Regions from separate parts of the Hordeum vulgare genome. Here regions 1 and 3 are each linked to region 2. The links are chromatin contacts, called in public Hi-C maps. All regions are on one chromosome and are shown on one strand. The core of a region is the stretch at or near the end of the contact, and the rest is flanking DNA. Distances in the headings are between cores, read along the strand shown. Region 1 holds the start of LOC123452332. Region 2 holds the start of LOC123452326. Region 3 holds the start of LOC123398413 (protein FAR1-RELATED SEQUENCE 6-like).

Region 1 (3,436 bases), core at 40-2,539, 170 kb before region 2:
CCAAATCATAAAACGATAAGAGTAAAAAAAAGGCATAAAATGACCTACATTTTTTAATTGGAAGAATAATCTGACATATAGGTCACTTTTTGGCGACCAATGCCATGGAGTTCCCACACGTCATTGTAAGAGAAAAGAATTGTCCGATCAATTAGGAATTTTTGGAAGGAGAAACTAAACAATGAGTTCAGCAACCGAGCCTCAAGCACCTCCAGTCTACCAAGCCAAAGGCAACAAGCATAACCCAAAAGCAAAACACACCAACAAAGGCCACACGATGTCGGACACAACATCATCATCGACATCGTCCATCGTGCTCGCAATTCAGCGGTTTCGACCTCACCTTAGCATCCGAGCCGCAAAACCTCATAGCCTCAGTAGCGAGCCCAAGACCACTAAAACAGTCGACCGCAAAAGCAGCGACAAGGAAACTCGATTTTGGCAAGAAGCGAAGCTTAAAGCGCACGCGCGCACACACACCATCCATCAAAACCGCTCGCTCAAACATGATTCTTTTCTTTTTTTGAAAAAGTACAAACACAATATTTTCATCGCATGTCCGCATCGGTCGCGGTCACTTTCTTTGCATATATGCCACAGGTCGAATCTTAGGATTTTGTTTTTGCTTAGGGTGCATGTGTTTGCGGGGATTTGGAAGCAAGCCATGTCAAAACCATCAACAGGGACATGATTTTCTCACGGCATTAATTCCTTGTTCAGACAAGCCAGCCAGAGCAAACAAAAAAAAAAGAAGAAGAAGGAAACACAATGCTTCCTCCGTGACCAAGTAGACGCGCTCCCACGGTTTGACCGTCCTAAAAAACCAAACCAAACCAAACCCCTAAAAATAAAATCAAACCAAACGAAGCTGGATCGGCCAACCAAACCACTATTCCATGTTCCTCCATAAAAAAAACAGGTGAGCGGACCCGAAGCTCAGAAGCTTCATGGCCGGATTAATTAGTCCCGCCAGTGGCACTGTTGCGACGAGCAATGCTACGTAACGTTTACGTAATAGTCTGACTTGACAATAATTGATTGGATTAAGAGAAGGCGGAGGCCCATCCATCCCTGAAAATTAGGGAAGCATGTTTAGATTAGTTGAAAGATTTAGTAAACTTATTTGGTTTTAGTAGGTCTAGCATTTTCGCTGTTGCGACCCCGCTCAGGTTCGTTTCCTCGAACTCGCGTGACAGAGACCGGCCACGGCCAGTGCCCCGTACCCTCCCCTCCTACATCGAATTCTTTATCGTTGCTCGTCGATTCATATGCCGCGCCTTTGCGGAGCAAGAAAGATCGGGGGATGGATCAACACGCTTTAGGCCGGGCACGGGTCGTCTCCGGCGAGTTAACTACTCCGTATGTGGCATGCGCGTCACGTTCTCGCTCCCCTCCCCATGATTAGGATGATGCGTCTAGCGAGCTAGTAGTACAAGTAGAGGCTCCCAGGTTGCGTCCCTCGGGGTGGTGTGGTGGAGACTGCGGAATTGTATTGTTGCCGGGCGGGCTCCCGTGTCCGAGAGGAACCCCTTTTCTCCTGGCATTATCCGCTGAGGGTCTGGGATAATTGTTGGAGGGAGGTCACTGGATTCATTGATTGGGTTGGGTTGATCGTTACAGGGTAGGTAAAGCTCTTTGATTTGATCCGTCCCGTCCCTTGGGCTCTTCAAAGTGCGGTATATATCCCTCCGTCAAGCTCCAGGCCGGATTGCGTTGCTAGCTCTGCGTGGTGTGCGCTCCTTGGCCTGGTCCGTCCAGAGTTTTGCGTGCGTGCGTGCGTGCCGGGCGGCCATGGGTTCTTGCGTGTCGACCACGAGGCGGCGGCGGAGGTCCAGGAAGCTGTCGGCCACGGCGACCAGGTTCCGCCGGAAGGTGTCGTCCGCGATCGCCGGCGACGCGGCCGGCTGCTTCGCCGCGCGCCACGGGGTGCTGCATGTCGACGGCGCCGGCGCGCCGGCCTCCGGCGTCACGCTACACCTCACGCAGCTGCAGTGGCAGCACAGCCAGATGATGGACGCCGGAAACGGTGAGCGCGCCAACGGAGCCCACCACCAACGCCTCCTCTCCTTCTCCGGCCGGCGCCGAGGCCTGCTCGACCAGAGCCCTGAATCTTGTTTTTGTCTCTGCAGTGATCTGCGACGAGGCGTGGTACGACTCCGTCAGCATGCTGGGGGACTCCGCCGGCTCCGACGACGACGACAACGATTTCTCCAGCGTCAGCGGAGGTATTGTGCTTCGCCCGAGCTCGTCTTTCATGCCCCCTGCGGTGCAGCTTCAGGCTCGCGGTGCTCAGGTATCCAACCCCCTCTTTGCAAAAATCCAGATCCTCTCCCGGAGGACGTCGCCGGCGGCACGAGCGCGTCGCCGTGCAAGGCCGCGGCGTGCTTGACGGACACCGTGAGCCGGCTCCGGAGCATCGCGGACGCGGAGGCGTGCCAGGGTGACCCCCCGGAGAAAAGGGACGGCTCCGATTCTGCTCCTGCTCCTGCTGCTGGTGGCCTGAAAGAAACGCAGAGCGCGGCGTCTTGCTCGCCTCGGCCCCTCCCCGGCTCCGTCCCGAGCCACAAGGTGCAGCCGATGCCGGTCGCTGGGTTCAGCCCGCACCACCAGAGGAAGAAGTCCGCCGTCGTCAGGCTCTCCTTCCGGAGGAGATCCTATGAAGGCGATGAAATGACCGAAATGAGTGAGTCAAACATTGGAAACTTTGTCTAGTGTAGCAGATATCTCGCAATGTGTCAAAGATCTCCGTCAGTGTTAATTTCTGCTTTGCTGACGAAATTGACGATCAATTCAGCTGGCTCAGCCAAGTACCTGTACCGGCCGAGAGCGGGCCTGACGCTGCCGTGTTCGGCCGGCGAGAAGCCGTCGGAGGGCTGCTGGTCGGTGCTGGAGCCGTCGGCGTTCAGGGTCAGAGGGGAGGGTTTCTTCAAGTAAGAAGCAGTGCCATTGATTCGCCGTGCATTTCGTCTGTCAGTTATGCCTGACTGAAGATTATGAAATTTCTTGCAGGGACAAGAGGAAATCCCCAGCCCCAAACTGCTCCCCGTACACCCCGATCGGAGCAGACATGTTTGCCTGCCCAAGGAAGGTGCACCACATCGCGCAGCACATCGCGCTCCCCTCGCTGAAGCCCCATGACTCTTTCCCTTCGCTCCTCATTGTCAACATTCAGGTAATTCACATGTGTTTCTTGACCAACTACTGCTTCACAAGTACAGTAGTAGTACTTGATTTATCACCATGGGGTATTGATTTGATTGGTTAGGTCTGAATTTAACAAGTTAACTGATCTACACAGTTGCCTACCTACCCTACGACCATGTTCGGCGAGAACGACGGCGACGGCGTAAGCCTAGTCCTGTATTTCAAGATATCTGATAGCTTTGACAAGGAGATCTCTCCTCTGCTCAAGGACGGCATCAAGGTGAGCCAAATT
Region 2 (3,371 bases), core at 634-3,133:
GGGAAATCCATTCGGCGAGGACTGGACACTGCCTTCCCTAGGGAACTTCGACGAGTGGCTTTTCTCATTGTTCAGAGCAGCAGTACCAATCATGTTGGCACCATGTGGTGGAATTTGTGATGGTGAATTTCTCTGTGACGCATCTTCCAGTGTCGAGCATGCATGCATTTCTCTGCTCTGATGCTGCTTCATCAGGTCTCTCTGTACTCTGTAAACCCGATGCAATTCATACACCTGGACAGCAAGAGAGTTGTTGTCAAGCCCAGAAAACACGGAGGACATCAAAGGGAAAACTGAAATCATCTAGTGTGTTGCTGCATTGACGTTTAACCAATTGAGGAAATGTATGTACCTGCTGTCTAAACACAGCCTCATGCGCCAGCATTGTGCGCCTGAACATCTCTTTATCATACTCCGAATAACCAGCCGCCTCAGCAGTCACGAAGCCGTTCGACGTCTCCTCCTCGTACGGAAACCTCCAGCCATTTGCGCTCGCGTGGAGATCGCCCATGGCACAATGCGCAGGTTTGTAGCCCTCAACCTCTACCTTCGCTCCCATTGCTGTTGCGATCTGCACAACAGGACATCCAATCAAAGGCGAATTACATACATAAAGCAGAGCAAGAAATGATAACGCTTTTGTCGAGAACCAGCGTCAGTTATGCGAAAAGAAAAACACGCATTATTCATCGCTTTGACAAAGAGCAGAAAAGGCGATGAGTGATGAGCGACCGCCCCTTTTTCCCTGGTATAAAGTTAAAAATGATGGCGGTCGAGCCTACACGGCAGAGGATGACGAAAAGCTCAAGGCAGATGATCATACAGATTTATTCATTAGCAAAAGCGTTAATAATTTGGGGATAATTGGTTTAAGTAGATACTGTATTATTATCCCAAGAAACAAGGGAGATAATGAAGGAGATATTATTATCCCCTGGCTGGCTGTTTGGACGTCAACTGCGTAGGGAAGGGGGAAGAATAAAGGAGATGCGACAAGTCAACCCTCCACAGTCCAACCATGTCGATTCTACTGAATCCTGCTCTGCTAAGAACCGATTCGTTCAAGAGAAGCATAATTCATCTGCAGCAGCAGCATCAAACGCGGATTAACAATAAGAGAAGGAAAAAACTACAGCAGTACTGGGCAGATGTAATCGCTCGGCCGCTCGCGGCAGCGTATCCGACCGAAAGTTTGAGGCAGGAACCAAATCGAACGGCAACCCCAACCACGACGAGAAGAGGTGGCCTTCCTCCAAAAGATTTTACCGAAAACAGGCGACGGAGAAAACCATTAAAAAGACCCAGGAGCGGACGGGGAAGATGGCATCTTTGCCACAACAACCAAGCCAGGCCGGAATTAACTTGAGATTTTTACCTCGGGCTCAGAGATCCTTCTTGGCGCCGACCCGCAGCCGATGGGAACCGGCGGCCCGCAGCGGCGGCCGAACGACGAGCATGGGCCGGAGACGCGAAGAGCGCGTCCGGCACCCCCACTCCCCAGACTCCCACCACGCAAGAACCCGGGAGGAGGAGGAAGAGGCGGCGACCAATGAAGGAATTCTCCGGCGGGGACGCGAGGAATCGCGGCGTGTCTGGGCGGGGAGGGGAGTCGGGGCCTGGATTCGATGGGCCAGGGGCGGAGGGAGGGAGGGAGGAGGACTGGAGGGGGGGCTCCGCTCGGAACTGGTGGGTTCTTGTCTTGGGCGAAGCGGAAGGCCCCCGAACCCGAATGGCTGCGCTCTGCCTCTCCTCTCCTCTCCTCTCCTCTTCGCCGCCTGATTATATTTCTTTCCTTTTGGATGGATCGGCGGGGCGCGGTTGGGCTCGGTCACTCCTCATGTCATGTGAGGGCTGCGATGTGGGCCCCCCCCCATCTCTCTCCTCGCAGGAAGGGGATGGATGGAATGGAACCAGCTTGCTGCTTCCTCTCTCTAAAAACTAGCGCAAAGGACGAACAGCAGATTTGTTGACATCCCGGTTGGTCCTTCTCTTTTATTCTCTCTCTCTACCTTTCTCTCTCCTCGTGATGCTCTTTCCCTCCCACCTAATCCCTCCCTCTTTTTCTCACAAAAAAAAACTTTCTCACTCGTCTAGAAAAAATCTTCCCCTCTCTCTCTCACCTGCGGAGGGTGGCGTCCCTTTCGGAGACGTGTGCGCGCGCGATCTTGGTTGCTGTTAAGTTGTGGAGTGCTTGTTACTCCATTAAGCATTAATTAAGAATCTCATGCCCCTGTCTCTCCAAGATGTGGATTGGGGCTTAGTAGGAGAGAGAGAGAGTGCGTCTGACAAAGTGGCCCCACCCCTGGTGGAGGAGAGAGAAACATCTTCAAGTAGTACTACTGTCACGGTGATGGTTATGTAGTACTTGAATAGGACCAGGCAGTACCAAACCTGCTTTAGTTTCCAAAATTTATGGAGCGGATCCACATAATTGGCCACACCACCGCTGATTTCTACAACTACTGTAGTACTCCAATTACTAGAGTAAGTATGACTGATCTACTGAATACTCCAGTAGTTAGTGAATACCACTCCCTGCCGGGATATACTACGAACAATCCAGGGGAGGAAGGGAGGGATTGCTGTGGGCGCCAAAGGTGGTAGAGTACGGTACGGCCTACGGTATTCATTCATTCATTCATTTTTGCACATACTTTGGGGGTGCATAGGTCGTTGTGCGGGCCGGGCCGGGCCGGCATGGGCAATGGGCATGGTCTTCCAAATTCAATGTGGCCGTAGGGTGCAGGAGCAGCAGGAGCAGGTGCAGACCCAAGTGGCCGGCCAGTGCCAGATGACCGTCGCCGGCGACACGGTAGGGTAGTAGACCGCTACGGTTGTTGACACGGTGCTGCTACTGGTGTACTACGTACCAGTGTCAAAAGCATAGCACAGGGTTCGGCACCAATATTTACTCATGCCGGTTTTTTTTCTTCTTTTGTTGAACTACTCATGCCGTTACTAGCTTGCTGGCCAGCGGTTTGAGGCTTGAACGGTGTCGTCCTTGCGTGGAATTGGGCAGGATTCACACACCGTGCCTCCGTTTTACTTTATCCGTCTCAAAGTTTTTGTCTTAGATTTTTTTAGATGTAAATGCATCTAGATACTAAAACGTAAGGAGATGAACAAATCTAAGAAAATAATTTTAGAACTGAGGAAGAATTTATTTGTGCGTACGGGCTGGTTGTGTATTGCAGTTCCAGTACGGTCGGTGGTGCCGGTCGTAATAAGTTGAGCGGAGCGGATCTCCCGTTTTTGGAGCTCCTGATTCTGGTCCTCGTGGTCCGCGGCGGGTGTCACTGCCAGGACAGGAGCAGCGTCATGTGTCTTTGTCTTTGCAGTACGTACAACTTGTACCGTGTACGTGGGCGTCA
Region 3 (3,764 bases), core at 411-2,910, 260 kb after region 2:
GTTAGCATTGTCCGCGGCTGTGGAGCCCCTATCATCTGGAAGAATTCCGTGAATATCCATTTGAAGGTGTCGATTTTCTCGTCGCTCATCAGCACCCCACCAAAAATAATGCTCTGGAAGTGATTGTTGACACCAACAAAAAGACCAAATGGCATATCATATAAGTTAATTTTGTACGTTGTATCAAATGTAACATCATCACCAAAACACTTAAACTGCTCGATGCTTCGCCCTGTTGTCCACATCAAAGTCTTTACCCGACCATCGTCATCAACCTGCACACTGTATTTGAACTCAGGATCTTCAGCTCGCATTGCATTGAACACCTCTATTGTTTTTGTGGCATCATTTTCCGACTGCTCTCTGCTCAGTTTCCCACATAGAGTTTTCAGTGACCTTTTTGTGAATGGCACCTCCTTCACAGATCCAAAAAAACTGCCCACTACGCTATAAACCTTGCTAAGGCTTATATTATTCTCCCTAAGTTGTTTCACTAGGTCCCTTGTGTACCTATCTATATGTCGGTGCGACTTCCAGTGCAATTTCTCCATACAGTTAACCGACAAAGCATGGTTATGGTCTGTTTTGTGCTCGCATATGTACCAATCTTTGTCCTCCGACCTAAGCACACGCATCAGTGCTAAGCAACCACACCTCGTAGAGCGACTGTTTGTTTGCAACGGCCTACCCTGCAGAATTCTCACAAAAAACAAAAAAAAACGACATCAACAAACTTGATTTATGTGCTCTTTTTACGAATACGCTAACTATTTTGTTTTCAACGGGCGGGGGGCAGTTAATCTTGCTTACCGCACATGCACACACAAATTCCTGCGTACATTTTGTCCGATGAACATTCAGCCTGCTTTCGGCGTACCTGACGCCAAACCCACACTCCCAAGAGTACAGGTTGTAATATTCATATGCTTCTTCAACAGAATCAAAGCTAGTCCCGAGTGCCGGATTAACTACAGTATCAGCTTTGTTGTCTGTATAAGCTCGCATAGAAGCCTCCAGCGCAGGCACTCTGGTTGGGTTTGGATCCCTATCTTCCGATGTATTCCCAACCCTAACACTGCAAGTTTTATTTCCCAAAATTCACATGAACATGTTTTTTGTGCTAGGACATACATAGACAAAACTCGACGATTTTTTGAGAACAAAGGTATAATGTGCAGGGTACAAAACGCAAATTAGGACAATCCTAAGCACGCCTAGCATCGCTGCACTAATAGCTCAAAAAAAGAGTATCAACGCAGAGTTTTGGATGTGTGCTTATTACCGCCGAGTCCAGCATGAACCTTTTGAGTTGTTGACGACGACACTCTCTGCATCTCCATCTTCTCTCATAGCTTCAACAGGCGTACACAGACGAGCCGTGTCGTTAGAGTCACCAACGACCTCACTTTCAAACACATCTCGGATTTGCTCTTCACTGCTGCCATCACAAACGGCTTGAGAAATGATAGCAGCAGGTGGGCGCTCGCGGCATTCATGTATGGAAGCAATCACAAACTGGACGACATCGATCTCGTCAGCCAAAATATCACCTGCATCGATCCTAGGAACCAGCCTGCAACACGGAAATGAATATCTCCCCCAGTCAGATCTGACGAAGAAGGAAGCACCAAGCAACAACGAACAGATCGTAGTTCAGCCAACGAGCACAAAATCCCACTCTCCAAGAAATAGACCCCCCGCAACTATATACGCACGATAAGGAGAAAATTACATTGGGGGGGGGGGGGTGTAGGGGTGATATAATCTTCCTCAGCTGGATCCTGCTTGCTCGTAAAAGAACTCGAGACCATCCATGGTTCCTGCTAGCTGCATAGGGGTGCGGAGGGGTGCCTGTGGGGGGGGGGGGGGGGGGTAGGGGTAGGTGGCTGCGGGGTGTGTGAAAGGATGGGCCAAACCGGGGGTGTGTAAGAACCATCACTTTCTGGAGTAGCAGCGTCAGACGGGCCACCAAACCGAAATTAAGGCAGCACCAGTCCACCGTACTGACGGCCAGCTGCTCTTTATTTCTTCGCAAATCAGCCCATAAGGCACATTACGTTCTCGCCGATGACTTCGTGCCCCAGCCCACGTACACCGGCGGCACGTCGGAAGACGGCACCCGCGTATTTCGTTTTTTCAGACAGCGTATAAATGCAGGTATACAGCGCAGCGCAGATCTTATTGCTGGGGTGGATGGCGCGAGATTCCGGCGTGCAGGGTGCTCGGCCATCAAAACGCCGCTCTCCTAGAAAAGCACTTAAATACTCATGTATGGAAGTCTTGCTTGCTTGCTTGCTTGCATGAAGTATTTGATGATTCGTTCATCATAAATCCTACTCCCTCCGTTCCTAAATATAAGTTTTTTTTAGATATTTCACTAAAAGACTACATACCAAACAAAATAAATGAATATATACTTTAAAATATGTCTATATACACCTGTATGTAGTTTCATAGTAAAACCTCTAAAAAGACCTATATCTAGGAACGGAGGGAGTAAAAGTTACCTTCCCCTTTGGAACAACCTATGGAAGCACATACGGTCGTTCATTAAGAAAACAGCCTTCTAAGAGCAACTTTAATGGGGCGACTCATTTCGACCGCCGCCGTCCGTTTGGGTCGGCGCGGACACAAAAGTCGGTCCAACGCGCAGACCCAAACGGACGCGCGTCCACTTGGCGTTCGCCTGGCGACCCATTCCCAGCCCAATTTTAGGCCGGATTTGCGTCGGCGCGGACATAAGAAGGACGCGCGCGCGCCTACTCCTCTCCCCGGGCCCGCCGGTCGGTGGCATCCACCGTCATTTCCCCCCATCCCCCCCCCCCCCTCAAAGAACCTCCCGCCCGCGCGCGCTCCCGCCCCACGCCCGCCATGGACGGCGACCTCGACGCCGCTGCCGGCCTCACCTCGTCCGACAAAGGCAAGCCTCGCCGAAGTCGAAGAAGGTGCTGACGCCCGAACAGCGGGCAAAGGAGTCGGCCAAGAGGAAAGACCGGAGGCACGCGGCGGGAGCGAGGGATGAAGCCATCGCGGCGGCCGCCGCGCCGCAGCATGTCACCAACGCCCGCGTCGCGGCGGCAACGAGGGAGGTGCTCTACATGTTGGGGTTAAACCCTAGCCAGCATGGCCTCGTCAACGCCGTCGTGGCCGCCGCGGTCAGCACCGGCTCATCCGCCTTCCCTCGGACGCCGCTGCACGACTCGCCCGGCGCGTCGGTTTGCAACCTGGTGCCCGGCTTCCACATCTACCCGCAGGCCTCCCGCCTCTCAGGGGAGTGCTTGCCCGAGATGAGCGTGGTCGCGCCTTCCACGCCGCGCCCGCGACCATCGACCTCAATGCCACACCGATGGCCGCTGGCTCGTCAGCCGGAGGCGCGAGGAAACGCGCGCGGCAGACGCCAGCCGACCAGCTGTCGGGCGCGCGCAACCTGTTCGAAGGAATACCAGCCGCCGGCGACGACGACTACATGCAGAACATGATCTTCGAGGGTGGTGCGTAGGCCGCTGGCTTCGAGCCCGACGAGACACAAAGCCAGGATGGCCGAGGCTACAATGAAGATCAGGCCACCTTCATGCGTGATCAGGTCGGCCTGGACCTCGACGGCTTCCCTCTCGATCATGAGTTCCCAGAGGACTACGGGAGGAAGAGGACGAGTGCGACATCGAAGCGGAGCCTTTGTTTGAGGACGATCTCGCCAACCAAGCGGACGGGACGGCACGGAAGCGCAAGAGCAAGCGGACCAAGGCATACACAACGGCCGAGGA

The links. A called contact is a pair of places that touch in the nucleus more often than the background predicts.
Region 1: a Hi-C map of seedling shows a contact between it and region 2, with 2.0 times the contacts expected there. The contact joins the promoter of LOC123452332 here to the promoter of LOC123452326 in region 2. A contact is called at or near these places in 2 of 6 Hi-C or Micro-C datasets (leaf and seedling).
Region 3: a Hi-C map of leaf shows a contact between it and region 2, with 1.8 times the contacts expected there. The contact joins the promoter of LOC123398413 here to the promoter of LOC123452326 in region 2. A contact is called at or near these places in 2 of 6 Hi-C or Micro-C datasets (leaf and seedling).

What each region holds. Positions count from the first base shown.
Region 1 is chr5H:530,657,390-530,660,825 of MorexV3_pseudomolecules_assembly, reverse strand. It overlaps LOC123452332, which reads left to right and starts at 1,289. Exons shown (of 9, transcript XM_045128972.1): 1 at 1,289-2,026; 2 at 2,130-2,225; 3 at 2,324-2,683; 4 at 2,795-2,930; 5 at 3,010-3,172; 6 at 3,299-3,424. The coding sequence starts at 1,792.
Region 2 is chr5H:530,483,558-530,486,928 of MorexV3_pseudomolecules_assembly, reverse strand. LOC123452326 reads right to left here and starts at 1,883. Exons shown (of 4, transcript XM_045128964.1): 1 at 1,376-1,883; 2 at 353-571; 3 at 1-234. The coding sequence starts at 559.
Region 3 is chr5H:530,227,624-530,231,387 of MorexV3_pseudomolecules_assembly, reverse strand. LOC123398413 (protein FAR1-RELATED SEQUENCE 6-like) reads right to left here and starts at 1,660. Exons shown (of 6, transcript XR_006610147.1): 1 at 1,283-1,660; 2 at 811-1,075; 3 at 1-689.